7 separate regions of the Mus musculus genome follow, and regions 1, 3, 4, 5, 6 and 7 are each linked to region 2. Evidence: chromatin contacts called from public HiChIP or PLAC-seq and promoter capture Hi-C data. All regions are on one chromosome and are shown on one strand. The core of a region is the stretch at or near the end of the contact, and the rest is flanking DNA. Distances in the headings are between cores, read along the strand shown.

Region 1 (3,935 bases), core at 273-2,772, 490 kb after region 2:
AGAGATGTGAATTCAGGTCTTCAGTTTTGCACAGTCAGAGTTCTTACTGAGGAAGCCATTTTCCCAGCTCTGAAACACTTTCAATTCATATGTTCTCTATCTACAACTTAGAAGTTGTACAGCATGCTAAGTGTGATCATTCTCATTTCCTTGATGGAAGAATCAGTTCACTGTAACCCTTCTCCTTCACTCTGTTAATATAACTTTTTTATTTTGTGAAAACACCTATGTATAGGAATTCCATTAAACTGTGATGGAAGAAATGAAAAATACACATACAAATGTCATAGCTTTTTACCAGTCCCACATAATCATGTTTATTCGTTTGCCTCCTTGTGCATTGGAACAGTGGGCTAGGATAAAAAATAGTCGTTCTCAAATGCATGTAATCACCAGAGAAATTAAAATAATCTGCCTTTTATTCTGTACTATTTCTAACATTTGTTATTAGCTTTGGCAGGATAAAGACTGGGTACAGCTTTAGATATAATTATATTGCAATGTTATTCATGACATCCAACTTGTTAATTCCCTGGAAATCTAGAATGTGATCTTTCTTGGTTCAGGATTGTTTCCATGTATAATGTTTTTTTGTGGGCAATCTACACAGGAGCTTGTGGAAAATCCCACCGTATAGCTGTATATTGTATCTGTAGGGTTGGGGGCAGACATTTCAGTTTTAAGTTATCTAAATTTTCTATATTAGAAGAACTTTTGAACTGGGATTAATTTTAGATATCATTATTAAGTATCCCTCAGAAATTAATTACAAACATTGCAACACATTATTTTATATGTGGCAATCATGTATATAATATGTATATATACTGTAGATATTAATAGCTATATATACATAATAATGAATGCTATATGTAACATAAAAATGTTATATTAACAATAAAACTTTGTGTGTAGAATATTGATTCTAAAGACATCCTGAATATCAAAATCAGAAGAGGAGACTTGTGTCTTTTGTATAAAATTGCATAATATTTGGAGTAACCAACACATACCCTCTCATGAATCCCAAGTTACATTTAGACTACTCTCAATACCTAAAGCAGTGCAAAAGCTATGCAAATAGTGGTTATGGCCTGGCTTGAATCCAGACAAGGCTGATGGTACTATGATTCCCTCATCAGTTAAGCACATAGAACACCTATATTTAGATGTTTTATATTCACCTTTTTAGGTCTGTTATCATTTGCATACAGAAAAACTGTAGACAGTTCTCACTCTTCATGCCTTATATTTCTTCAGAATTCAACAAAAGTCCAGGGTGGCTTCAGACTCAGGTGATTGTGATTTTTCTGCCTCAACCTCTGGAGTGCTGGGACAATAGGCATGAGCCACCATACCTAGAAAACCACTTCTGAGTTTCTGGTGGTGTGTCACTGTGACTGACAGAAGAAACTTAGATGAGGAAGTGTTGTTTTGGCCACAGCTTCCAAGGACTTCAGCACATCTTTTCAACCAAAGCATGGCAGAGAAGTTCAGTTCAAGAGAGTGATAGCTTGTGGCAGAGGCTTCTCACCTCCCAGACCATGAAGCAAGATGTGGGGGGAGGTGTATGCTTATCTATGGTTTGCTACTTCCTTTCTTCTTGTTCTCTCTTCAATCTTCCCAGACCCCAAAGCTATAAATAGGATGGTGTCACTTAGCTCAGAGGAGGTCCCTTCCAGCCAGTTATTCCTCATTGTAGATACCCTTACATGATTACTCAAAGGTAAACTTCAAGCTCCTACATAATGCTGACAGTGAACATTAACATGCATAGATCTTATTCCACTATTTCCCCATTTTTATCTGTGCTACTACCTTCCCATATTTTCTATCTATACTAATAAACCTCATAAAACACTGCTATTATTATTTTTCTTTATAAAATATTTAGATTTTTTGAGATTTTCCGACATTATAATTTGATCACGTTCATATTCAAATTCCAAGATCTATCCCCACCTCCTTACCCACCCATGTTCAACTCTTGGCCCTCTTTTTTTATTTTGTAAGATTCATTTATTTATATCTTATGCATAAAGGATATGTCTGCACACATCCCTGTGTTATATCTGTGTACCTGGTACCTGTGGAGGCCAGAGGAAGACTTCTGAACCCTTGGAAGTATAAGTATAAATGGTTGTGAGCTGCCATGTGAGTCCTGGGAATTAAACTAGGGTCTTCCACAAGAGTAGCAAATGCTTTTAACCACCAAGCAATCTCTGTAGCCCCTTCTTTATTTTATTTTAATAACCATTCAACTACTATTTGTAATGGCAATATACTCTCAGATATAAGGCTGTCTATTAAAAAGATAACTCTATTCCCCTCAAAAGCCATCAAGTGCCCTACTCTTTGGTTCGAATCTGCCTATATCAGGCTAGAATGTTGGCTGTCTTGATTTGTACAGGCAATCATAGTGGCTGTGAGTTCATAAATGCAGTGGTCCTTGTCATGTCCAAAAGACACTGTGTTGCTCCAGACCTCTGAGACTTTCCTACACTCTTTCTACTCCTCTTCCACAATAGTTCCCAAGGCCTGGAAATGGGGTATAATATAGTGTTCCACTTGTGGCTGGGGACTCCTCTGACACTTATTCCCTAAATTTGACCACTTGTGAGTTTCTGCATTAACTACCATCTGCTGCACAAAGATGCATCACTGATATGGTCTTAGAATTTTAACTGTTGTTAGAGACATGGGAATTTGGAGGGTCCCTTGATGCTATGTATATTTAATAAAATAATAGCATTATGTTCACCCCAAGGGTCTATAAGCACCTCAATTAAGGCATCTTAGTCTAAATTCTATTTCCAGATATACATTTCCTGTTTTGGATCAGTTCTTAAGTCCCCACAGAAAGCAAGTGGCTGCCCCCATAACATTCATATTAATTTGAATAAGGGGGCATATGTGGTTATTGGTGGTCATTTATCATAGCTCACAGAATATGGGAAGATTGGTAATATTGTTGATGACATTTTTCACGAACACCCGGTGCATCACCTTATGGTACCAGGAAATATATACTATTTATTATTTTAAACAATCAATATTACTCTGAGTTTATGTGTACTTTCATAGTTTTTTAGATCTTTATTACTTCCTTCATAATCTTTTACCTACTGCCCTGGATATGTTTACAATCTGGCAAATATCTCATAGAAGAGGTGCACCTGTATATATTCTTTAGCTTTAGTCATAAAAAAAAGTTAATTTGCTTAATGTTATATTTTAATTATGTTAATCCACTATATGTGCATTTGTGGGCATCCATGCAGCCTATTAATAAAGGGTACAGATATTGCACATCTACTTTCATTGAGGAACCATGGGCCTAGACATAGTACTCTAATCATGCAAAATAAACCCCTGGTCTCTGAACCATTGTCAACAAAACCATCCTTCCACAAGAACTTCACTGTATTTTATAACATTAAAAGGCAATTAGAGGAAAAAAAGCATACAAATAACCCGGATGGTGGTGGCACACACCTTTAATCCCAGCACTTGGGAGGCAGAGGCAGGTGGATTTCTGAGTTCAAGGCCAGACTGGTCTACAGAGTGAGTTCCAAGACAGTCAGGGCTACACAGAGAAACCCTGTCTCAGAAAAACAAAAACAAAAACACAAAAAACAAAAAACAAAAAAAAATAAATGATATATTTTTAGAATAGAAAAAAAGGATTGTCAAAAATTGTAAGAGGCAACAGATAAGAGCAAGTGGGAAGGTGATCTTAGCCTTTGACTTAGAAAGACCTGAAAACACAGGCTCATCAAGTGAATCCTGCCTCTAATATTGAATACTAATTTCTTAGTTGACATGTGTGGTGGTTAAAAGAGAATGGCCTTCATTGGCTCCTACATTTGAATGTTTAGTCATCAAAGAATGGCACTCTTTGGAAGGATTAGGGTGTGTGAACTTGGAGTAAATGT
Region 2 (3,776 bases), core at 236-2,735:
ACCAAGCCCCAGGAGAGGAGAGATGTGGCCTGTGGCTGCTCTTGGAGACGATCCCTCCGGTCCCTCCGTGTCCCTCTCAGGTTTTGCGTGCATGAAGCCAGGAGAGCAATTACTTCCCTAGAAACTCCTGGCTGTCCTATCCTTGGGCCAAGCTGAGCTCCGGGGCAGCTTCGCCAGAGTTCTCATTCTGGATCACCAGCATTAAATACCTTTCCGCTGTCCTGTGTGGCCCAAGTCAGCAGACTATGATGTAGCCCAGCCAGGGACCCTGCTTCAGCCAGGCAAAGAGCGTCGGAGCTTTACACTTGAATGCAAAGCGCTAGCTTGGCTTCCTGTAAACTTGCTATTTCCACACCCCACACCCCCCAAACGAGATCTGTTCCCCCAAATCATAATGCGACTAGCCCACAGCGTCCTGGTCTCGAGGGCCAGCGTCCGAACTCCAGTTCGGCGGCCGGAACAGAAAACAAAAGAGTTACAGAATAATTTTCACGGTGTGGGAACGCCGGATCCTCCGGGGTCCCTGCACCCCGACTCCTAGCTGCTCCTCTGGCAAGTGATCCGGAGCAAGGAAGCGATGCCACGAGCCCCCGCTGTCCAAGAAAGGGAGGGAGAAGAAGGAACTAGAATATAAACTGAATTCTCCTACTCTGCCTCAGTTCCCAGACCCCAGACACACCCCCAAAGTATTCCGTGGGTTTTCTCTCTCGATCTCTCGCTTTTTTTTTTTTTTTTTTAAATGTCTCCCGGCAAACCTAAGCAGGGATCCTTAGTGGCGAACAGCAGGAAGGAAAGAATCCGAGCAAATCGTGTCACTTTCCGCACAATCGCGTTGTTTGGCAAACCCCCGGAGCTGCTCCACAATATTTACTACCCGAGCGCACGCAGCGCCGCCGCGGGCTGCGACCGAGCGCGCCCGGGACGGGCCTCTGCGAGCCGGCCCAGTCCGCCCAGCGGGCCCCATCGCGGTCCAGCCACCGCTGCCCCCCTCCCGGGATCGAGCCGCCAGAATCGGTGCAGACAAAAGCAGAGTGTTCACCTTGTTGCAATAGTAGGGGTCCAGGCAGGGAGAAGGTCCCAGACAAGGAGCGGCGGGCGCAGCAGCGGGCTGGGCTGGAGGAGGATAAAATCTTACGTCCATTTCACTCTCACATCAAGCAACTCCTTTTCTTTTCCTTTTTGAAAAAAAAAAAAAAAAAAAAAGTGCTCAGAAAAAAAAAAAAAAGCTCAGACGGAACAGAGAGGCGTCTGGGCTCAGGAGTAAAAGAAACACCTTCCTTCCCTCACATCCGTTTGTGGTTTGTTTAAGAAGAGGAAGAAAAGAGAGAGAGAAAAGAGAGAGAGAGGAAAAAAAAAACAGAGGGTGGAAAAGCGCTCAACTCTCCCCCCCAAGCCGTGGCGCGCACCCGTCCACACCGAGCGCGCAGCCTGCCTGGTCCGCTCGGCCCCGGCGCTGTCGGCCCGCCGCCGCCGGGCAGGTAACTTCACGCGCTCATTGTCCCCCCCGCCCGCCGCCCCATCCCCGCCTCCCGCGCCCTTCGCCGCCCGGCACTCGCGCTCGGGCTCGGGGTACTGGGCGTTTTATTGGAGACTCTGCCTTGCTTTGCTTTTAGTTTTTCTCCACGTTAGAGGCCTGGGATGGGGGAGTGATGGAGTGTGTGTGGTGTTGCAGGGGAGATCAAGATCGGAGGACACTAGTGCCCCGGACCGGCGGGGTGCCGACAGAGGCTGGACGCGGCCCAGAGGGTACAGTTGGGGACCGAGAACCAGGCGAGGGACAAACGCAGAAGAAGGGAATGCGGCTCGATCAGTAGTGGCGGGACCCCGGGCAGCGTCAGTGCCCCAGTCAGCACCCCCGGGTGGGTGCCATGGAGGTGGATACAATCACACAAAGGGGCTGGAGAGACTGAGCAAAGGCTGACTGGGGCACCGTGGGGCTCGCACAGCAAGGGGGCGCTGTGGCGCACCCCCGCCCAGCACCCGCAGCCCCACCCCCGCCCCACCCCATTCTTTGAGCCCCCCACCACTTACTCCTGCCCGCTAGCTGCACTGCCAACCTCTGCCCCGCGCGGGAGGTAGAGGAGAGGCTGTCTTGTGGCGCTGCTCGGGAGCCTGCAGGGAGCGCAACCTCTGCCCCATTCTAGTGTGCAGCTGACCAAGGGACCCCAGTTGATCTCTGTGCGAGGAGCGGTGCTCCTGGAGTTAGTGCTCAGAGAGCCTCGGCATTCGGCTTTGGTTCTCAGTGGGAGGGTTTGCAGAGGCTGAGCCTGCCCTTGCGGGACTAGCAAAAAAGACTCCAGGGGTGCTTAGAAGGGTAAATAAGGAAACAGTTATCAGCACACCATGCGCTACAGGGAACACATCTGGGCTAGTTACTTGCCTCTTGGAATTATACTTTCACTGTTGGATTCCCAGTAGCACTCTTGGAGCTCCACTGCCCACCCCAACCTTCACGAATCAGCTGTCTGCTTCCCTGGGCTCTCTTTGTTGGTAGGATAAAGATATCATCCATATTTTGCTTTACTTCGTCAACCCCAAAAACTTGCAATATTGTGTCCCCTGGCATCTGGGAGAGTTTTGGGACCCTGATGACTGTCCAGCGGACATCTTACGTTCTCCCTGAGAAAGACTTTAGAGAGAAGTTAATATAGGGGTGGGCAATGTTTACCTTTCAAGGGTGAATTCCTGATTGCTTCACACCTTAGGGGCCTAAGACCCTGTAAAAAAGTGGAAAATTCATGTCCACAGGTATCTGTTTCTGGCGTCAAAGAATATATGGAAACAGTCTTGTTACCTCCCATCCCCCACCCCAAACCGTTTTTAGTACATGGTGGGTAATAGCCAGCTACTCTCTAGCTCTCTGCAGCCTTTTCCAGGTTTCTCTTCCCTTATAATAGGAGCACCAGTCAAATGCAAAGATCTGAGGAAGCAACAGATGCCCTGTAAGGATAGTAAATTAGCATCCTGGGGTTCTCTCCTCTATGCAAAGGCCTTTGGAAACTTTTCCTTGACTTTGGTTTCCATCCATGGTAGCCTCTTTCTCTTAAACTGTTGTCCTCAGGTCTTCCTTTTATGGGTAGGAAGAACACAGCTTCTTACCTTAAGAGTAATGTGATGGATGTTGGCTTTAGAAATGAGGAAGGATTTTCACTCTGCATTCAAACCCTCTGAGTCACAAAATAAGTGAAAGGGTGATCTTTCCTCTATTAAAGGTCTTTACAATAACAAGTACATAGGTTCAGGGCTTCATAGCACCGATTTTAAAATTCATTTGTAGATGTTAAAGTGGGTGGGGCTATAAAAAGTCTGTAGCTTTAAATAAACACGTAATCTCAAGTTTCTGTCATCAACAAATTATACTGTATAAAGTTTGAGGTTTATAAACTTCCCTAGGATTCATAATCAACTTCTGTTTGGCCCTCGGGCCAGCAGAAAGATGGGCTGGTTTATCGCTGGAATGGTCCTTGCTGTCAGTGTCTTGACTCCTTGGACATACTGGAGGTACCACATCACGTATTTCCACTACCATTATGAGAAACCCAAGGGCCAGAAACCTGTGTCTTACCTCTGCAAGCAACCTGATTTCTTTCACAGGAAGTCTGTGGAGTCAACATGAGAGCTCTGCATGCTAAGGAATTTGAGCTAAAAGTACATTAACCACGAGAGAGCTTAACACTAAAGCATGGTCATCAATATAATAACTTTAAATACCCACCATTGTCTAACATCCTACTCAAGGTCTACATTTTACTGAGTAGTAATATTCCATTCCACTT
Region 3 (3,847 bases), core at 326-2,825, 370 kb after region 2:
GAGACTAGCTAGAATTAGTGAGCTGAACTCTTAAGCTCTGGGTCTACAGGATACCTCATCACAATAAATAAGTAGAACGCAATCAGGGAGTACACCTGAAATCAACTTGAGTTCTATATAGACATATAGATATATGTACATACAGATGCCCCCGGTGTCCTCCACATCATATCAAGCATTCATGTACTACATATAGATACACCACACGCACACACACACACACACACACACACACAGAAGAACAGAGGGCTAAGGACTAGAGCTCAAGTGAGAGAGAAGCTATCCAGTGTGTGTGTGTGTGTGTGTGTGTGTGTGTGTGTGCATGTATGTGTGCATTTATCTGTGTGCGTACATGCGCACATGTGTGTGTGGCTATAACTTTACATGGTACTATATTTTTATTTGAGTTATTATGCCTACATAAGAAAAAGTATAAGAGATACTGGATCCATATTTACTTAATAGCTCAGCTTTGTTTTTAAGTGTTTTGGGCTCAGTATATTGACCTTGAGAAAACAGGCTGCTATGGTGCTTTTTTTGTTGCCTGTTGCTATGTCATATAATGAGATGAGGACACACTGTGTCTCCTCGTTAGTTACAAGATCATCGACATTATTTAACAACTTCTTATTGGGCCATAAGCACCACAGAGTTATGAAGGAGACTGGGACTATCATGAGCTTTTGAAACCTCAAACCCCACCCCTAGTGACACACTTCCTGTAAAGGTGTTACACCTACTCCAATAAGGCCATACCCCTTAATCCTACTAAGTACTCAAATATGTGAGCCTTTCTGGGTCTTTACTAGGAAGTACAAGGAATCTTAGAATTATGGAGCTGAGTGAAAAGAAGTTGGGTCACTAGCTCAGTACCATTGAAGAGAAATCAAGAACCCAGCCTGTTAAGGATGACCTAGTATCTGATTTTAGTTGACAGAAGAGAGACAGAGAGGGGAAAACATCTTCCCCCTCCGTGCAGAGAGAGAAACTATTAATCCCCTGCTTCAGGGCAGCAGCCATAGCAGCTCATTTCACCTTAACGACATCTTAACAGTTTTGTTCTCAGAAGCTAAATTGCGAAACAGGATTTTTGGAGTTGCAAACAATTCAGCTCATAATAAATACAATCTCTGCAGCAGAAAAGTAAGTACAAATGTGTGCATTGTTTTTAAATGAGTACATACATCACTGTGAATTACTAGAGGTTGAAAACGCAATGATTTCTTCTGAAGTCTGATCAGGCAGTTCACCGGAAATACTTAGTACATGCACTTCCTGTATGCAACCTGTCCTCTCCTCAGCCAAAACCACCAGCAGAAGCCTGAGGGGCTGCTGCAGATGAGTCCCTGACACTTTGTAGGGAGCTGGATGGTGAATGCCTTTCTCCTATTAACAGTAGCCTAGATCCTAATTGTACTGGAGGAGGAAAGGGGGACAAAGAAACCTTACAAGAGGAGTAGGAGGAGTAGGATGAAAAGCTCTTAAAATGCTCTTTGATATGGTAATTCATTGCATAATGCACAGATCACATAGTCAATGATTGTGCTTTCAGATTCTAGTAGAGCAGAGATATTCCTGTCTCACTGATGTTACAGCTGTTGTGATGTAGACAGTGACTGGGGGTGCTGGAATTGGCCATGCTGCTGTGCTGATAGTAATATGCAGGGGTAGCACACATAATGCACAGTAAATAGTTCTTGATAGACAGCAATGTTCTCTCTCCTGTACTTATAGCTGTGTTTTCTAATGATTATTGTAACATAGGCACCATCTCTGAGTATAATCTGTACTGTCTGCAGGATGCCCTGTTATAGTTTTACCAGCACTGCACATAGGGCTCATGTTCACTGTCTGTTAGCTGAATATTTTCTCTCATACTCTATATACAGCCATGCTCTTGTTAATCCCAACGATGGGAAGAGAGACACCACTGACCCAAATCATCTTGGCTAAATTAATTAAAGCAAGATTTTTTTTTTTTTTTAGCTCCAGTACACCAGCCGTATATCCCTAAGGCAGGGTTTGAGAAGTCAGCCTTCGATATGAAGAAGATAAGTCTTTTATAGATCAGGGTAAGGGTTTTCTGAATGTGGGATTTGATGGGCAAATAGGGAGGAATACAAGAGTAAAACATAGGAATAACAAGTTAGTCCTAAGGACCTCCCAATACAAAGGCATAGTGGCAAAGTGGGCATAATAAAGTGGTCCTTATCACTAGGCTGCCCAAGGTGGTCATATAACCTTGTAAAGCATAAGGGGACTGCAGTATGCTTATAAACAACTTTTTGGAAAAAAAAAACAAAAAACATGTTTGACATTCCTGGAACAAGCAGTACAGAACTATTTGTAGTTAAAGTTTTGGTGTGTCATAGCCCAGTCCTTGAAAAATAGAGGTTTAATCATAAAGAGGAACTAACTTAGTTTGGCCTTACTATAAGTTGTCTTTTAAGCCTAATATGGAGTCAGACTGAGTTTTCATTGTGTTTCTCCATGATCCTAGAAGCAATTAGGAACTAGGGACTCACTCTGAGGCTGTACAGTCTAGATTTGTGTGAGTAAGTTCTGTATGATTTTCACCCAAATATGCAATTGCCTATGGGCCCATTTCTCAGAGTTGAGCAGTCTGTGAAGGTGTTATTTTCTCTAGCTCCTTCTATCTCAGCATTTGTTCTGACTCTGACATTAAGAGAAGAGTAAAAATGACCAACAAAGTGATACCTCCACTCTTGCACCAAGGAACTCCATGGATGGGTTAGTTGGGTTAATTGCTTTAAGATTAATGTTTTATTTTTATTCAATTTTATTAATAACAGCAGACTCACACTTGGTGCCAGAGTTGTGGAGGGCAGCTGGAAGGTTTTTCACAATGCCACAGATTTTTCATCAAAACCATGTAAAACTAGAAACGAGTACCCCTTGAAGATATTGACATAAGAACAGGTTTTCATTGTAGTCATGATGATGAATGACTCTACCATAATAGATAATTCATATGCTACAATCATTTCTTAAAGTTAGTTTGGACCTATTATGTTTCTTACCAAATCTTGTCTGAAGGAGATAGTAAGTTATTGGAACTAAACACTTTGGAAAGTATGCTGTCTCGACCCATAATTGACTAGTTATTTGGCAGGAATTAACAAAATACTAAATGTTTTTGTCATCCAGAAAGAATACTTGTTTTCATTCAGTACAGATTCTTGTGGGCATCTACAGTAGCTTAGGACTAGCTTAGATGGAATGGCTTCTGGACTCTGAGACTGGATTGGAAGGTACTCAGGCATTTCTCTACCCTGACCCACTTGGGAGAGGTAAATACAAACACTGGAGTGGGAACACAAGAAATTATCTTGGGTTCCAAGACTCCACCGAGAGTATTCTGCACAGGTGAGAGTGTGAACTACAGAAGCTAACAGCTTCTGGGACAGGCAGGAGCCACAGAGCTTCTGAGGCAGCCCCCTTTTCGGGCCCCAGACATCCGGGCACCATCCCGGCCAGAGGATAGGACAGAAGGTGCCCGCCCAGCCCAGAAGCTCTTTGCCAGAGCATCCGCTGCAGACATCTTGGTTCCAGGACTCCACGGAGAGTATTCTGCACGGGTGATAGTGTGGACTACAGAAGCTAACAGCTTCTGTGACAGGCCAAAGCAACACAACTTCTGGGACAGGTCCTGTTTTGGGCCTTCATCTTCGTCCAGGAGGGAGATCCGAACGCCAGATATCTGTGCACCTTCCCTGTAAGAGGAGAGCTTACCTGCAGAGAGTGCTCTGACCACTGAAACTCAGGAGAGACCTAGTCTACCAGGTCTGCTGATAGAGGCTAACAGAATCACCAGAGGAACAATCTC
Region 4 (4,224 bases), core at 1,501-4,000, 460 kb after region 2:
AATTTTCAGGATTACCAGTGTCATGACACTCTGCCTCCCTAACTGTGCATTCAGGCTCAGGTTTCTTCAGGAGCTGGGTTTTTCAGTTCTGTGGCGTTTTTGTTTTCTATTATGTGAATGGCTTCAGTATTTTTCCATGCCTAAGATACATTCATGTTCTAAAAATTGGAGGAAAAAATATAAGCAAACAACATTGTCAGTATCAATAAATCTGCATCACGGGATTCACTTCTTATCAACGTTGCCAATGTGCTCTGTGCTTTTCCAACCTCCTGTCCCTAATAATCAACTCTGATATTTCGCATGCCCTGCACATGCTGAGCTCCAGCCCAGCCCTGAGCTGCTTTCCACTTCAGAGATGAGAATGGGGATTATTTATTTAAATAGTATACAGTCCTGTTGTTGAGCTGACCTCTAAAAGCCAAGAGGGAACAGCATGGCAGGAAGATGCCTGGCTTTTGTGGGCAACAAGCTTATTTCCTGCTACAAATGAAATGGCCCTATACCACACTCCCCAGCATCAGGAAAGCAATTAATACACTAATGTCTGGGCTTTCACAGTTTGCTTTCAGAAAATGGAATGTAGGATTGAATTCAACTTCAATATTTTTTTCCTGTGCATTTTTTTCTGTATAGCTCCAATTGTTTTTGTAACAATGAGAATTACTCAAAGAAATACTGGGAATCAAAACTGCTTGATGGTTGTAAAGTTTCTTTAATTCTAAGCCAACAAGTGCCACAACTATTAATTGCCTGACATAATAGTATGTGAAGTCATAAAAAGTAGTGATTATCCCATCTTCTGTAAATTTTATCTCTCCCAGTGCAAAGCTTAGCAGGGCTTGATGTCTTTATTCTTGAAAGTCGATCTCTGCAACAAGGCTTATTTCATCTGCACTGTGTGGCCATTCTCTCAAACAGCAGATGACACATTTCATTCCTTAAAGCTTTTAAAGAGCATCTCACGTAAATTATTCCTAGTTAATCATATGCAATTTACTAAATCCCAGCTTTTGAGATGCTTTAAAATCAAAATGAAAGCTACATATATTCAGTAACAAACGTATGTATACAGAGGTGATAATGGCAATCTTACTACCTAGTAATGATTATTGAGCTAGAATTGATCTTCCACATTCATGCTTCAAGTGGTGTGGAATGATCAAAAGTGGGATAAGAATGGCAGGTGGGTCAAACAGGAAATGAAATAAGATTGTACCTGTGTCTAGTGCTAGCACAGCTACAAATGCACACATACATATACATACACACAACCCATAGACATTAGTTCACACAAACTTACACATGCATGCACACACACAAACACATATATATTTATACATATAAACACACATATACACACAAACACACATACATACAAACACACATGCATACAAACATGAGTGAACACATACATAAACACACAAGGCACACATATATGTTCAAACAAACATACACACAAGCACAAACCCAAATACACACATACATCGCACAAATACACATATAAAACACAAACATGTACAAACACACACATATATACATACATACATACATTCATGCATGCATATACACATGTACACACACATATAAACATACATGTAAATGTACACACACAGCACACACAAAACATATATACACAAATACACATAAGTACACATATACACACAAACATGAAAATACAAACACAAAACACTCACCACATGTAAATATACACAGAGATGCATACAGCATACACACATAAAAACATACACGTGCATACACACATACATAAACCTACACACATATAAATGTACATAGATATACAAATACACACACACACACCACATCTATCGCCCAGACATTTGGGGATAAGAAAGCAAGCTAATAATCTTGAGCAAATAGATGTGATTAAATATGATTGAGCATGGTTTGGTTTTTTTTTGTTTTTTTGTTTTTTTTAATTCTCACAAATGTAGATCTTGATGAAGACCAGTTTGTCTAGAGTCCCACTGATTTAATTTGGGTGAGCTATAATTTACTGGGCTGCAGGAGAAACAGTAATTTGTTGAGGCCATCATCAGCTCATTAGAATCACACTGGGAACACTTAATGGTGTACAACCCACAGCTTTTTGTATCCATTTCATAGTGATTCCTCTCGCCCTGCCTGCTGCTCACCACTCCAACTGTTGATAGCATGATCCTTTCCAAACACACCCCAGAAAATAAGAGGTTTTAAAAAAAAAAGATTTAAGTCACCAAGAAACACATTTCAACATTTCAGGGTATGAGGCAGGCTGCTAGGATAAAATATTCTCATGTACTGTTAACATGTAAGATTGGCTAGCTGTTAAGTACTGTAAACTGCAACTTATCAAAAGCTCAAAAATCCTACACAACAGAACAGAAAATAATTATTCTCCCTGAACAGCTATTGTCTCCTGTCTCAGCTTTTCCTGAACTAATAAAAGGTTTAATTTTAAATGGTGCAAAGGAAATGTCAGCATTGCTAAGATATACAATACTCGGGTGCTTGGCTCACCATACATTAAAACGTATGAAATTAGACCTAAGTGAAGCCTAAACAAACCTGAAGATTCCCCTCCCTCCCCCAGGCACCTTTTCTCTTTACCTCTGATTGATAGGATCACGTGAAACCAGCCTGGGTTCCAACACTGTCGTTTCAGATGACAAGGTCTTGATAAGGGCCGAGAGCACTGGTTAGGGGGTATGTATTTCCGGGCCTACGATTTCAGTTATGCACAGTGGGCGATTTAGTTCAAAGGAGCAGGGACATTTATTTTGATGCTTCACAGGAAAAAGGAGTGGGGGCAGGGACGACAAAAGAGAGAAAGGCCTTAAAGGCTTCCTGCATTCAAATGTGTGCATCTGTTTTCACTTTTACTATCTTCAAAAAAAAAAAAAAAAAAAAAAAAAAAAAAAACGAAGATAACGTTTCAGTCTAAGACTGGCTGCTGCTGAAGCTTTGGTGTGCTAAGAAGAAAAACACTGCTGAGGGGAACATGGCAGGGAGCAACAGTCCTAAACTTTCCTCAGCTTTGGGCTTCACAATGAATTTGATTCAGATTCCAAACAATTAGCAATAATAAAAATATACATTAGGTGAGCATGCTCCTCGGTCAGTATTTCTCAGGTAGGTTTATTTTAAATAACCAAAATCAATGGAGTTTGGAGAGATGTAGTTACCTTTATTTATGCTTTCTTCCTCTTTTTTTTTTTCTATTTTTCTTCACAAATATATGGTAATTATTCGTTACCTCCTTTTATTGAGCATTGTGGTAGTTCCAAATAGTATAACCCTTTCTCTAAAAAGAAACACAATCTATTCTTTATAAATGTTAGACACGGTATTTAAATATTGGCAAACAATTCAGTGCTGTAACATACAATGAGAGTAGAAGAGAAAAGTAGCTACCACCCCCAAGACTCCCCTGAGGATGAAGTGTGGCTCAGTCTTCCACTGACTAGAATGGGAAATGCACAATCAATGTGTATAAAGTACTTGTTCCATAGGCACACTCATGAGCACAGTGAGTGATAACCAAAGCTCCATAAAGAAAAAAATGTTCTTTCCATCCTTCTTCCTTAGTTAAAAGGGGCACCTATAAAAAAAGACAGACCAATCAAAGAAAAAATATAGTTTATTGGAGTATATACCTTTAAAAGTTTTTGTTGTATATCTCACACACACACACACACACACACACACACACACACACACACACACACACACACACACAGCACATTTTCAGGAGAGGTACACAGAGAAGGGAGAGGCAATCTGGAATTCAGATATCATAGCCATTGTTTATCAAAACAAAGGTTTAAGCCCAGAGACATGGAAGTGTCAAGAACAGCTTTGAGGTAGGTTATGTCTGCACTTCTTGGGGTCTCTCGTACTTTGGACTCATAGTTCTACTCTGGATTTACGGATAGAGACTCACAAAACGATGTCTTCCATTTAGATGCAATTTTCTTTTACAAGGAAGTAACAGATTCCTGTTTTCAGAGCTTCTCTGTGTCTTTACTTTCTCAAAATTATCAGCTCAAAATAGTGTTTGTGCCAAAGAGGCATATTTTAGCATTGCATATTCTTTTTATTGATTGGAGTGTAGCATTTCATCATCTTCTTGTTCCAATAATCAAATATGTTAACATGACATGTTGTGCTCTGTATTTTATCTTAAATTTTTTCTTCTTTTCATCACACTGCCACGACAATTCT
Region 5 (3,871 bases), core at 1,115-3,614, 350 kb after region 2:
ACTCTCAAAGACTAAGGTGGCATGCATAGGGCCTGGACAGGTCTTTTTAGATATATTTGGATTCCAGCTTGCATTTATGGAATTCCTGATTGTGTGAACTTGTGGGTCTCTGTTTCTCTATCCTTTTCTTGGGTTCTTCTTCTTGTCATTGTTTGTTTGTTTGTTTGTTCAAATACAATATGTTATTGGTTTTTTATTATATTTTACAACAATCCTTTAAAATCCTCTTTGATTTTAATGAGATCAGAAAGGGAGTAGATCTAGATTGTAGGTATAGTGGGGAGGAACTGAGATAAGTAGAGGGAGGGGAAGTCATAATCAGGAATATTATGTGAGAAAAAATAAATTTTTAATAAAGGATAAAGATAAAGACTCTTTCAAAGAAGAAATGAAAGTACTTATGAGATACTATAGTATCTCCATACTTATGTATAGTCATTTCTTACCTATACTTTATATGTATATACTTTATTTATATACATACACACACACACATATATATTCTTACTTATACATACTTCCTACTTATACATATATTCTCATATATTTATATATCTCTAGATAGATATAGATGATATATAGATGATGAGATACATGTAGATATAAATAATACAGCTATAGATATAAATAGAGATAGAAAATCTTATTCTTCTGTCTTTCACATAACCCCTTTCCAGGCTCTCAGGAGCTTTGGTATTTGTTTGTTGAGACTGGATAGATCATATATACCCAGTCTAACACTGTTGATTACTTTTAGCAGAACAATGCTTAGAAAATCTAAAAGATTGGGTGGGAGAGAATTCAACATCTTGCCCCACAAAGAAAGTGTCTCATAATGGCTGTATTTAAGTCAGTGCTCACTGGCAGATCATATCTCCAGATGTCTACATCATATTGAACTGTAACAGAGTGTATCATTCATATCTGTTTCAGCATGTTTGACCTAGAGGTTATGTCCATGGGATAATAAAACAGTAACTCTCCCAATTGCCAAATTGGACTATTTAAGTAGTTCTATGATCTACTCTGTGTTTAGATAAAGTCTATTTCAATCACAACTGGATTCAGCTAGATTTTTTATGGTGTGCTACAAGCAATGTTTTTTAAAATTATTTCCTGTGGTATATCTCACTTGTGAAAATAATGAGGGAAGACTGCATGTACTGATTTCTTTCCTTAACACATAGTATGTCCTTTATTTTAATGTCAAATCATCATTAAATCTTTCACAAACACAATAATTATATCTTAGCTCATGTAAGTAGGGAAGCTCTCATACAATCAAAGAAAAGGAGGAAATACACACGGTAGGCTCAATGCATTTCCCTGAGAAGGAATTAGTATTTTAAATTAAAATGCATGCCTGCCCTGCACAGTAAGGCATGAACAAATCTCTGTGATTTATTAAGGTTTAATTTTTTCTGTTATAATTCTTTTGGTATTGGAAAGGAATCACATGTGTGCTCATATTTTATTGAATGACTGGCTATCTAGTCCAAATAATCTCTTCAGCTACTTGTAAATGTAGGTAGGTGAGCTGACAGTTACAAACCATGTCACAGTCACAAGAGAGACCTTTAAACAGGGATGAAAATCTTCTGTGATTGAAAAAGTGTATTCATGAAATTTTTTTTGATATTAGTAGCATAGATGTTGAAAAGTCAGCACCCAACAGAATCATCAGCTCAGTCTATTCAGGGTACAGTATTTACAATACTGAATCCAGTCACTTTCTGTTTAATGAACCTGTGTAACTATACATGGATATAAACAAAAGTCAACATACCTGAATTATGATTGTCTTGAATTATAGTGTATATGACTTTTATCATATTCTCACATTATAGAAACCATTTTGCAGTTAAAATGGTTGTTTCATAAATAAAATATGGTTCATAGCAGGGCAGACAGAAAACTGGAGACTGTAAGGATTAGTACACAGTGGTGATATTACAATTAAAAGTCACTCCAATTCTCAATTTAAAACATTCATGGAAGTAATAAGACATTGTAACACAGGTTGGAGGTGCTCTGAAACTTAAAAATTAAGTTGAATTTGTCATACACATTCAATAAATGCTCATGGAAATAAAAAATTTAAATGTGCAGTTTCTGCATTACTAAACAATTCTGCTTCTGTGTGTAGTCTCAAGATAATTGAAAACAAGTCTCTATTGTAAGTAAAACAACACAAACAAAGCTAGTATGCATGGAAGGGCTTTCTTGGTATGATGGCCGAGTAGAAATTATCAAGACTATGTCAGCGCCTAGACAACATCTGCACTTGAAGAGCCTGTCTAATGTGACAGTTTTACAATCTGGAGTCTATTAAAGCTCTGCAAAGCCCCATGGGAGGAAAGAGTTGTGTATTACATTTCATTTCAGCAATTAGCACAGGAGTAATTACCCCTTTCCGTCCCCACTGCATGGAGGACAGCTCTGGGTAATCTGCTGTCTTTGAGAGAAAGACACTGTTCTTCATCTTTCAGATGGCCAGGCTCATACCACTGGGTGCTACTTCTGACCACCGAGCTGTGAATAGGAGAGCAACAATATTGTTATATCTTTCCTCATAGATGCAATCAGATCTGTTGTGCTGATGTGGTATCAGGCAATGTAAAGGGCCACTGCCATTCCACTTCTCATGCCTCCATTACTATCCCCAATTTGAAATGGAGACTTTAATCTAGACATCACAAAGCTACTTTATAGATGGGGATGATGAAAGAGTGCCTTGCATACCTGGGAAAAAGAGCGGCTTAGAAAATACCCTAGAAAATCCTAAATTTATTACTCAGGTGATCATTGAAACAGTAATTTGTAAATATAGCAAAGAGAATCAAACAAAAAATTATAATGGAAAACAGCAAAGCTGTGAGTTATGTAATAGTAATTTATTAGTATCTAATGTTCACTGTTAAACAACAAAAAACACCACAATGTAAGAAAAGAACATAGATATTTATCCTATTTAAAGAAAAACTAATAATGAATGGGAACTGTCCCTGGAAAGACCTGATGGCAGACCTACTGCACAAACATGTGAAAATAAACACAGATGCTCAAAGAGCTGAAGCAAGATGTGGAATAAGTCATAGAAACAATGCATGGAGAAAGCACAGGTAGATGTGAAGAAATCACAACACTAAAGAGGGCAAAAAAGATGTTCTAAAGTGAAAAGGCATTTTTTTTTTTTTGCTGAAAACTTGCTAGAGATTCAAAACAGAGCCAAACAAGCAATAGAGAGAGTTAATGAATGAATCATACAGGATGATGCAAATCATGAAGTGAAGAATAGATGAAATAATCATGAAGAAAGGTGAATAGAGACCAAGCTGAACATTGAGTGGAGCATTGCATTGTGGGGGCATGGATGGACAAGAGAATGGAATAAAGAACACTTTTGCAGAATAATTGCTGGAAATGTATATGATAAATGGGCTTGTGAGCATACTAAAAGCTCAACAAATATTAGTTGAATAACAGTAATTCAAAGTCCCAAAAGGTTGGGTGGCAAAATTAAGCACATTTTAATGATTAATAACATTAAAAATGAAAGTATTAGAAGAAAACTGCAGCAGAAAATAAAATTTAGTATGAACCATGATTGTCACACCCACTGATGAAAACTTAAACATACTTCCTCTGAACAAGACTGTAATGTCCCAACATTTCAATTCAACAAAGGATAGAAAGATATAGGAAGATACAGCTTTAACAGAGAGAGAGAGGGGGGGGGGTTAAAATTTCTCTCTTGAGATAACATATAGAAAATTCTGAAGAGTCCTCAGAAATCATCAAATGAAATTAGCAAAGGCAAAAAATGTAAAGTCAACATACATAGCTAAACTTTTTTTCTTCATTGACTTAT
Region 6 (4,069 bases), core at 990-3,489, 410 kb after region 2:
AAATTTAAAGGTCAATTGGTGAACCTAGACATATTTATATTGGGTGATAAAAGCCAGGACCAGAAAGACAAAAACAATTAAGACAAGTAAAATTCCTTCTTCCTTCCTTCCTTCCTCCCTCTCTCCCTCCCTCTCTCCCTCCCTCCCTCCTTTCTTTCTTTCTTTCTTTCTTTCTTTCTTTCTTTCTTTCCTTCCTTCCTTCCTTCCTTCCTTCCTTCTTTCTTTCTTTCTTCTCCTCCTCCTCCTCCTCCTCCTCCTTCTTCTTCTTCTCTCTCTCTCTCTCTCTCTCTCTCTCTCTCACTCTCTCTCTCTCTCTCTCTCTTTCTCTCTCTTTCCTAGCACAGAGAATAACATCAAAATTCAAGAAAGTACAAAAGGATTACGGTAAGTGTGGTAAAGACAGGAAAAGAACTCTACAGGGTGGGAAGGGGATAAGAGTCTGGTGCTTTGAAAAGGGTGTGGGAAAATGGTGATAAGGAGTGTAATACATGTGAAATGGAAGAAAGAAAAAATAAGGAAACATACAAGTTTACATTCATTTAAAATTACACACACTCACGCGCACAGATTAGTTACACTAATTGGGGTGATAATGTTACTCTGAAGAGCCACAGACAATCTATATTTAAAAACAAAAAACAGGGCCAGGCATGAGAAATCCCCCTTTGAGGTGGTGGTCAGGAGAGTCCAAGAATTTCTCAAAATAATATAGGTTATTGCGTTTGTCCTTGGCTTCTTTACAGAACTTGAAAGCAAAACTCTATTGTTCTCTTTTCCTTTAAAACAAGATACCTATTTTTTAGTTATTTAATATATTATATTTCATTTTTATCAAGATGCTTATATTGTTTTTAAGTAATTGTTGAAGAAATATTGAGTTTTTCATTGTTTTTTTTTATTTTGTAGTCTGTTGCAGTTTCTCTCTGTCTAATATTTATTTGCTTATTATTTATTTTAGAAAGGGTCTCATCATGTTGCCTTGGTTGGTCTAGAACTATGCACACCTGGCTGTCCCAGAACTTACATAGTTATGCCTCCAGGGTGAGATCCGAGGTGTGCACCCCCATGCCTGCCCCTGCCCCAGTCTCTGCTCTGTGGTTCTGAAAGCCTCTTTAGGTCCATGACACTTCCAGGGGAACTTTCCTTTACTTCTCAGGTTTCATAATAAATACTTAAGCCATATTATATAGTAATGACAGATTTTTAAATATATTTTTGTTAAAATATTTGGTGGTAATTTAACAGATCAATTTCCTTTACTATTTAACTTGAAGCTAGAGTTACTTTCATATAATCTTCAGTTCATAAAGTACCGAAAACAGAAGGTATCGGGCATCTAGCCAAGCATGGAGCACAGAGTTTTCTAGAAGATGAATTTGTCATAAATCACCATATTTAAAACAGAAAAAAATCCTTATGAACAAAGCATATATAAATACTGTATTCTTATATTAATTTAAATCTATAACAGATTATTAGCAAACTACATTTTATATGTCAGGCAAGCTTTTCATTCTAATAATCAAGAACCAAATATTAGGCATCCAGAGGGAAAACATCCTTCAGATTCAGGCTTATGCTGCTCTCACACAAGAATCTATCTGTCACCTCTCTCCCTCTCTCTCTCTCTCTCTCTCTCTCTAACTACTGCTGTCTACATATTCTGCATATCTACTATGTTTATGTCTGTTAAAGAGTTCATATTCTCAGACATGATTAATATCAAAGTCTGTATCAGCTCAAGAATGCAGTATTACTATTTTGGAACACAAAAGAGGAAATAACCTACAATTACTTCCTCAAAATTAAAAGCTCTGTTTTTATTGGAGCTTAGCTTTATCTCCCGGATACAATTTTAAATCTGTAAAATATTTTCTTATATGTAGACAAGTTACAATTTAAAATCTAGATAGTAGTATATAAAACCATGAATATTAAGCCACAAGCAAGATATGGTTTAATATCAAAGAGAAATTAAACTTTATGCCAAACAGAGTGAGTTAGAATGTCCAACAAAAACAGATATCATAATCCTTATACTCATTAGAGCTCTAAGCTAATTCTAATGATATGACAATCCCACGCAGATTCCCAATGCCTCTGGATTGCAGTAGGTTTATATCCTGTGAATCAAGGAATGTCACTGTTTAGCAGCAAAGTACACTATAGTACCCTTTGTTCCCCTTGGGATTTTGTGGTTATATTGCCATGGCCCCAAGTATCAAAAGTATGCATGATCAGTCTAGGACGTAAGAAAAATTCCAAATATAGCTACCTGTCTGCTTTCTACTGTCAATCCCCCTCTCCCTACACACACAATAAACATTCTGATTGGAGAATCAACTACTGTATGAACCAATCCCACTGTTAATTAATCCTCTGAATTAGCTAAGGCATGAGTCTGCAATGAAAGCATCTGAAAACTTAAAACAGAAATATAAACAAATGTGCTGAGATTGTTTTTATGTTTCCGTGCCTGTGGAGAGCTGTGAGCAATTACCATTACAAGCCTCCGCTGTGCCTAACTGGTAAACAAGTAATGTGCGCAGGTGCAAGAGTAAATTCGTGCCAAGTCACTGCCCGTCCCGGGGCGTAGTAGTGGGGTGATGAGTGAGCAGCTAATCAGGAGCTGACACATCACACGGAGGGGTATATAAGCAGCACCATTTTCCTTTGCATATGCTATAGTGGTGAATGTGTGTGTCTTCCTGCATATGTGCTTGTGCATGCATGTGTGCAGTTGTGTGTGCATGTACATGTATGTGCATGCATATATGTTTGTGTGCTTACATGAGATTTTGGAAGAGCTAGGTACATGCAGTCTCAAAAATGAGTCTAAATTCCACATGATGAGGAACTATCTCCATGACTCCTTCTCTAAACTGACTGAACAAATAGAGATGCACAAGTATTTGGCCAAAAGAAAAATAGGACAAGCAGGTATTATAATATAGTATGTAAAAGAATAAGGTATATGTAATTTAGCATGGTGATAGTATTTTTGTTTTCTAACATGATGTCTTGCCTGAGTGAGAAAGCTATTACACTCTTTAGAAAAATATAATTTCTTATATAGTTCATTTCTGTCCTGGGGATTCAGAGCTTGGGATAACTTCTCCTTAGGTAGAAGATTTTAGAACCAACTTGAGTTTCTCACTAATTTCTATTTCTAGCACAAAGTTAGGAGGACTTGCAGCTATATTTTTTAGATGGAAGGTAATCAGGTTTATATCAAACTTTATTACATTTCTTTAGTGTCATACATTCACCTTTAGATAGGAATCTACATTTCATAGAGAAAAGATAGAAAATGAATTTTTGCCTCCTAGCACTGCAGTATCTAGTAATAATATAAATAGAAAAAGCTATTCACATCATTTTAAGCTATTTTATTTAAATGTCTGAAGTATTCTCCATAAATTTTTCTTAGATTGAAGGCAGCCCTTCACATAGCTCCTAGTTTTATATAAGCTTTGAAAATTATGAGGAAAATAGATGTTTAACTTTATTTTTGCCATCTATTATTTCACAGATACCTCGTTCCTTATTATCCAGTATTAGTGTTTTACTAAGGAATATATTATGACTGCATTTAACTCAGATTGCTTCATGGCTTTTTTTAAAAGGCAAATGATTTATATAATCTGAAGAGAAAAGCGGTATTCAGTGTGATTTTTAAAGGAAGGTAATTTAACAAAAGACTCACATATCTAAAAAATTTTCATCAAAAGTAAAAAAAGTTATACTTTCCACACATTCTGTCGATCTCCCTAATGAAGCACACCTGTCCCCACACATTTTGATAAGACCATTATAAAGCTGGTCCCATTCTCCTATTTTATATATATGCTTCTGATCTTGAACTAAAAAGAAAGTGTATGCTAGGCAAAATGCGTTTTTATTTATTAGTGAGCAATATTTTCCAATCTATGCCCATGATATTTAGACTGTTTCCCTAAATTTTCTACACAAGACTCAAAGAATTTAATCAAGCTATTAAACAGAAAAGTACTAAAAATTATATATATATATATATATATATATATATACATATATATATGTATAATTT
Region 7 (3,995 bases), core at 346-2,845, 320 kb after region 2:
ATGGACTACTGTGGAACTCTTATGTCAATCATAACATTAGGTGATTCACTGATCACTATTACAATGTGAGCAAAGACTTAATTTTGTCTTCATAATGATAACCAATTAAATATGGGAGTGGGCTATTAGCCACACAGAAGAGGGATTTTCAAGCAGGCCCTACCTCACTCATAGACCCTGATCAAAGGATAGCACAAGGTTATCACTGACACAAATTCTAGGATTTCATTGCTGCCTTTGTGTACTCCCTTCAAGGGCAGGCCACTCACATCCAGGGGTGAAGCCTAGAATGAAGATTGAATGGAAGTAATCAGACCTTCTCTTTCTACATTCCTGTGGAAATATGTAAGGAGAGGTCTAAATGAGAGCTGCCATAGATGGACAGAGTCACAGGCTGGCCAAACAGTGAAGCCAGTTCCCAGAAGGTCTCTGGGGTGGAGATTCAGTTCAGGCTACACAGGCCCCGAAGCAGTCTAAATTTCACTTCCAATTTCTTGTGATTCTGCTGTGACCTTTAGATTTCTGAAAGGCTGTTGCATAATTGCTAGCACACAATACAGACCTGAGAGCAGGAGAGTGAGCCAGATTATATCCACTTCTTGCCACTTCCACTTTTTCACGGAGCACCAGCTCTTGTAAAACAACCCCAGACTTGATAGGATTTTAGCATTTGCAAAATATTCTTCCATAGGCTTCTCAAGAATCAATTTGGGTTAGAACAGATTTCTAGACACTACTCCTAGATCTTTTCTGATGGTTTTCAGAACTCTATTCTTCAGAAAGCTCTCAAAAAATTCAAAGTCTTGTCATGAGCCACATTAGTGTCTGAATATTTCCAAGCCTTTTCACTGGGGTAGGTGAAAAGATCCAACATCTTCAAAGGTCTATTCTGAAATCAAATGGCCAATGAACAGCATGACCTGAGCAGGGTTAGCTTCTCCTTGCTTGTTTTACAGCCCAGCAATTTATTTTCATTGACTTTGTAACTTGTATTATCAGACTAGGCTATGCTAGTCCTAATGGACTTGGGGACACTATGACACAAGTATTCTCTTCTACCATTATTCTCCCTTTTATTAAAGTTAGAAATAACTGGAAAATGCTAGTAGATGCACACTCTTAAAGAACGTTTCCTATGCCCTCCAACTAGGTTTGTTGATAACAATGGACCTTCATAGGGATAGATCTTAGAAGAATAAATATTGCATTTGCCATTAATACTGAATTATACATGGCTTGATTAAAGGAGAAATAAAAATTTTAAGATGGTTTGGCAAGGGGAATATTGTTGGGTGCTTAGAGAACATGTTTTGGAAGAAATAGAAACGGATCACTCATTAGGAAATCATCAGAGCAGACAGCCTGGTCTGGTCTGGTGCAGAACAGGCAGCTCTGCTGGGGTCAGAAGTAAGGCTTCAGTCAGCCCCGGCAGAGCTGCACTTGTGCCTTTAAGGTCCCCTGTGAAAGAATAAAGAGGATGGAGAAGTGCCATAAAAAAGTAGGCTCAAGTTCATCTGACATCACATCACTAGTGGCGTTGTTGGACTAGAGACATTGTGTTTGCTTATATTTCTCGCCGAGGAAGGTGCTGAAAAGTTTCAAGGACATTTCTGAAAACAATGGGCCTTGTTGGTAGGAGGTGTGACTGTAGGCTTTCTCCTTTCAGGGTTTGCTTATCTTAAAAGGCTCCTTCCCAGATAGCTATAGAGGAAGTTGGCTCATTGTAAGGGCTAAGTGGAGGAGGGGGCCTATCTGGCATGACTGTTCTCTACAACAGCTGTGAGCATAAAGAGAATACACATGGAAGGCATGGAAGGTCTATGTTCTAGCAAATATTACCAAATAACAACATGTTAACGTTATATGTTACTTTACCATTTGCCCCAAACCAAAACAAGCAATTTCCTTAAAAATAACAGCATAGCAATGGGGGCTAAGGATATGGCTAAGTGGCTGTGAGCACATGTTGCTTTTACAGAGCTCTCAGGTTTGTTTCCTAACACCCAAATGGAGGCTCATAATCCATAATGTAACCCAACTTCTAGGATGTACAGTGCCTTCTTCTGGCCTCCATGGGCACCAGGCATATATTTGGTATACAGGCATACATGTGGGTGAAACAGCATACACAGAAAACAAAATTAATCTTCCAAAACCAACCCAACTAAATGGACACATTTATACATTAATTATAATATAATTATATCATTTTTTCTCTTTCTTTTCCCCCTCCAACTTTTTCAGGTACTGCCTATCCCTGATCCCTCACATCCCTGATCCTTCTCAGAGTCATGGTCTCTTTTTCATACATGTACATATAAATGGCTTAACGTGTAACTTGCTCAGTCTATTTACTGTTACATAATTTTAGGGCTGACCATTTGGTTACTAGATAACCAAGTATGTCGCTTATCCCTGAAGAAGATCATTTCTCCTCAGTCCCTTGTCTTTGGAGCCTGCATGAGATTTCCCCCTTCCATATTAGGATGTCTACTTGTGTGGTTTTTATTTGTGTCTTGCTTTAGAAACTGTAATTTTGAGGAAACATGGGTAGAGCTTCCCTGTTTTTGCTAGAAAACACATTCTCTCCGTAGATTTCTTGATTTTCTGGCTCTAAAATCTTTTGACCCCCTTCCCGTGTTGTTCCCTGATACTTATGAGTAGGACCTATGATGTAGATGCATTAATCAGGTCTAGGCACCTCAAGATCACTGTACTCTGCCTTTTGACTGCTTGTGGTTTTCTGTGATTATCTTTATCCATTGCAAAGAGAAGTTTCTTTGATGAGGGATGAGAGATATACTAATCAATGAACATAAGGAGTGATTTCTTCCTGATTGAGTGGCCCTTAAGTCTCAATAGATAGCTGTTGGTTATCACCCAGATAGAAGTCCTTAGGGTTATCAAGCTGATTACTGTTGATCACAGGTGTTACAGATGATTGCTTAATTCCCTTGGAGTCTTGTATAGTACGGTACAGTACTATGGAAGGTAGTGCTAAGGGAGGAAACCTTCCGGTTCCATTCAGCACAGGTTATCCATGCCTTGTGTCTTAAGTATATAGTATCCTCAGCAATCAGGAGTAACCTTCAACTTCTGAGAGGCAACCAAAGTAAATAACAATAGCATATAAAGATTGGGAGTCTCTTGGACTTCCCTGACCAACAAATCAAGTCTTCAAAGCCTTTGCTGATAACTTGTGCCATGGACATAAACACAAACCCCAGCTGTAGTAGGAGCATGGACTCATACATGGTCCTCAGTGGTAACCCATGCTAGGATGTCATCATGGCCTCAGGTGACACCACAAGACACTCAGATCAGTTTGGCCTCCAGTGTCAGGATGCCCCCAGATATCATCATTGTCTCAGCCAGCAGCCCAGGACACTGATATCCACATGGTATTTAGTGGCAACAAATACCACAGCCATCAGCATAGATCTGAGATACAGTAGGGTCATGGACTCAGACATGGCCCTTGGTGGCAACCTTGGCTGACTTCACCATGACCCTAGGTAGTTGAGCAGGCTCCTCACATTTCTTGTTGCACATGTCTGCAGTTATATCTCTGGCTACAGTGTACAACTGCTTGACTTCTATTTTTCTCCCATCTCTCCATCACATACTCACACTTTCCCATCTCTCTATGACATATTCTCTCATTGTAGTGGTGCATGCCCTAGGGCTTGTGACAGACACTTGAGTATCTTTCTCTCCTGGCTCTAGCCAATCACTCTTAGGGGAACTACTGTCAACTTCATTTCAGTTCTACAAATTCTATACATGCACATGTTCACAGAGATTTACATGTATTCTATGTTAGTTTAAGTAAATAAATAATAAAATGACTCCTTGCAGTTTTTCCAGATATTCTTACTGTTATTTTAACCACTGCTTTCCCTCTCCTTTTATATTTATAGCCCTTCTCCACCAATTAAAGAACATCTCCCCTGTTTCAACCATTTCCACCTACCAAATCACTCTTATCTTGCTAT

Evidence for each region. Promoter capture Hi-C pulls out the DNA fragments that hold promoters and counts their contacts. HiChIP or PLAC-seq counts read pairs in DNA pulled down with a chosen protein or histone mark.
Region 1: an H3K27ac HiChIP or PLAC-seq map of T-cell acute lymphoblastic leukemia shows a contact between it and region 2, with 5 times the contacts expected there. The contact joins the enhancer-like site here to the promoter of Tox in region 2. A contact is called at or near these places in 5 of 115 datasets of contacts at active chromatin or transcription factors (DN3 thymocytes, the SCID.adh cell line, T-cell acute lymphoblastic leukemia and 2 more) and 1 of 9 other capture datasets (pancreatic islet).
Region 3: an H3K27ac HiChIP or PLAC-seq map of thymic regulatory T cells shows a contact between it and region 2, with 6 times the contacts expected there. The contact joins the enhancer-like site here to the promoter of Tox in region 2. A contact is called at or near these places in 3 of 39 promoter capture datasets (hippocampal neurons and liver), 1 of 484 Hi-C or Micro-C datasets (CD4 T cells), 5 of 115 datasets of contacts at active chromatin or transcription factors (DN3 thymocytes, the SCID.adh cell line, acute myeloid leukemia and 2 more) and 1 of 9 other capture datasets (liver).
Region 4: an H3K4me3 HiChIP or PLAC-seq map of the SCID.adh cell line shows a contact between it and region 2, with 18 read pairs. The contact joins the enhancer-like site here to the promoter of Tox in region 2. A contact is called at or near these places in 9 of 39 promoter capture datasets (the HPC-7 cell line, embryonic stem cells, frontonasal cranial neural crest and 5 more), 1 of 15 datasets of contacts at CTCF or cohesin (pro-B cells), 7 of 484 Hi-C or Micro-C datasets (CD4 T cells, CD8 T cells, Th1 cells and 2 more), 11 of 115 datasets of contacts at active chromatin or transcription factors (CD8 T cells, DN3 thymocytes, the SCID.adh cell line and 8 more) and 2 of 9 other capture datasets (adipose tissue and liver).
Region 5: an H3K4me3 HiChIP or PLAC-seq map of the SCID.adh cell line shows a contact between it and region 2, with 4 times the contacts expected there. The contact joins the enhancer-like site here to the promoter of Tox in region 2. A contact is called at or near these places in 5 of 39 promoter capture datasets (cranial neural crest, frontonasal cranial neural crest, hippocampal neurons and 2 more), 1 of 484 Hi-C or Micro-C datasets (the N1E-115 cell line), 5 of 115 datasets of contacts at active chromatin or transcription factors (DN3 thymocytes, the SCID.adh cell line, SST interneurons and 2 more) and 2 of 9 other capture datasets (adipose tissue and liver).
Region 6: a promoter capture Hi-C map of HPC-7-derived erythroid cells shows a contact between it and region 2, with 5 times the contacts expected there. The contact joins the enhancer-like site here to the promoter of Tox in region 2. A contact is called at or near these places in 4 of 39 promoter capture datasets (HPC-7-derived erythroid cells, hippocampal neurons, liver and 1 more), 1 of 15 datasets of contacts at CTCF or cohesin (large pre-B cells), 2 of 115 datasets of contacts at active chromatin or transcription factors (acute myeloid leukemia and large pre-B cells) and 1 of 9 other capture datasets (adipose tissue).
Region 7: a contact with region 2 is called in an H3K4me3 HiChIP or PLAC-seq map of the SCID.adh cell line, with 10 read pairs. The contact joins the enhancer-like site here to the promoter of Tox in region 2. A contact is called at or near these places in 4 of 39 promoter capture datasets (frontonasal cranial neural crest, liver and pre-B cells), 1 of 15 datasets of contacts at CTCF or cohesin (pro-B cells), 6 of 115 datasets of contacts at active chromatin or transcription factors (DN3 thymocytes, the SCID.adh cell line, double positive thymocytes and 3 more) and 2 of 9 other capture datasets (adipose tissue and liver).

The regions. Positions count from the first base shown.
Region 1 is chr4:7,484,254-7,488,188 of GRCm38.p6, forward strand. No RefSeq gene overlaps it. Among named protein-coding and RNA genes, the nearest start is that of 8430436N08Rik, 74 kb to the right of the region's middle. Within about 2 kb of position 1,523, at least 10 of the 459 cell types and tissues checked have an H3K27ac peak or open chromatin away from gene starts, as enhancers often do. A contact at or near this core is called in the SCID.adh cell line and T-cell acute lymphoblastic leukemia, where this site is marked.
Region 2 is chr4:6,989,351-6,993,126 of GRCm38.p6, forward strand. It overlaps Tox (thymocyte selection-associated high mobility group box), which reads right to left and starts at 1,486. Exons shown (of 9, transcript NM_145711.5): 1 at 1,040-1,486. The coding sequence starts at 1,141.
Region 3 is chr4:7,363,021-7,366,867 of GRCm38.p6, forward strand. No RefSeq gene overlaps it. Among named protein-coding and RNA genes, the nearest start is that of Gm33646, 170 kb to the left of the region's middle. Within about 2 kb of position 1,576, at least 39 of the 459 cell types and tissues checked have an H3K27ac peak or open chromatin away from gene starts, as enhancers often do. A contact at or near this core is called in the SCID.adh cell line and thymic regulatory T cells, where this site is marked.
Region 4 is chr4:7,452,546-7,456,769 of GRCm38.p6, forward strand. No RefSeq gene overlaps it. Among named protein-coding and RNA genes, the nearest start is that of 8430436N08Rik, 110 kb to the right of the region's middle. Within about 2 kb of position 2,751, at least 53 of the 459 cell types and tissues checked have an H3K27ac peak or open chromatin away from gene starts, as enhancers often do. A contact at or near this core is called in CD8 T cells, DN3 thymocytes, the HPC-7 cell line and 11 more, where this site is marked.
Region 5 is chr4:7,334,572-7,338,442 of GRCm38.p6, forward strand. No RefSeq gene overlaps it. Among named protein-coding and RNA genes, the nearest start is that of Gm33646, 140 kb to the left of the region's middle. Within about 2 kb of position 2,365, at least 2 of the 459 cell types and tissues checked have an H3K27ac peak or open chromatin away from gene starts, as enhancers often do. A contact at or near this core is called in the SCID.adh cell line, where this site is marked.
Region 6 is chr4:7,403,537-7,407,605 of GRCm38.p6, forward strand. No RefSeq gene overlaps it. Among named protein-coding and RNA genes, the nearest start is that of 8430436N08Rik, 160 kb to the right of the region's middle. Within about 2 kb of position 2,240, at least 7 of the 459 cell types and tissues checked have an H3K27ac peak or open chromatin away from gene starts, as enhancers often do.
Region 7 is chr4:7,312,881-7,316,875 of GRCm38.p6, forward strand. No RefSeq gene overlaps it. Among named protein-coding and RNA genes, the nearest start is that of Gm33646, 120 kb to the left of the region's middle. Within about 2 kb of position 1,596, at least 10 of the 459 cell types and tissues checked have an H3K27ac peak or open chromatin away from gene starts, as enhancers often do. A contact at or near this core is called in the SCID.adh cell line, where this site is marked.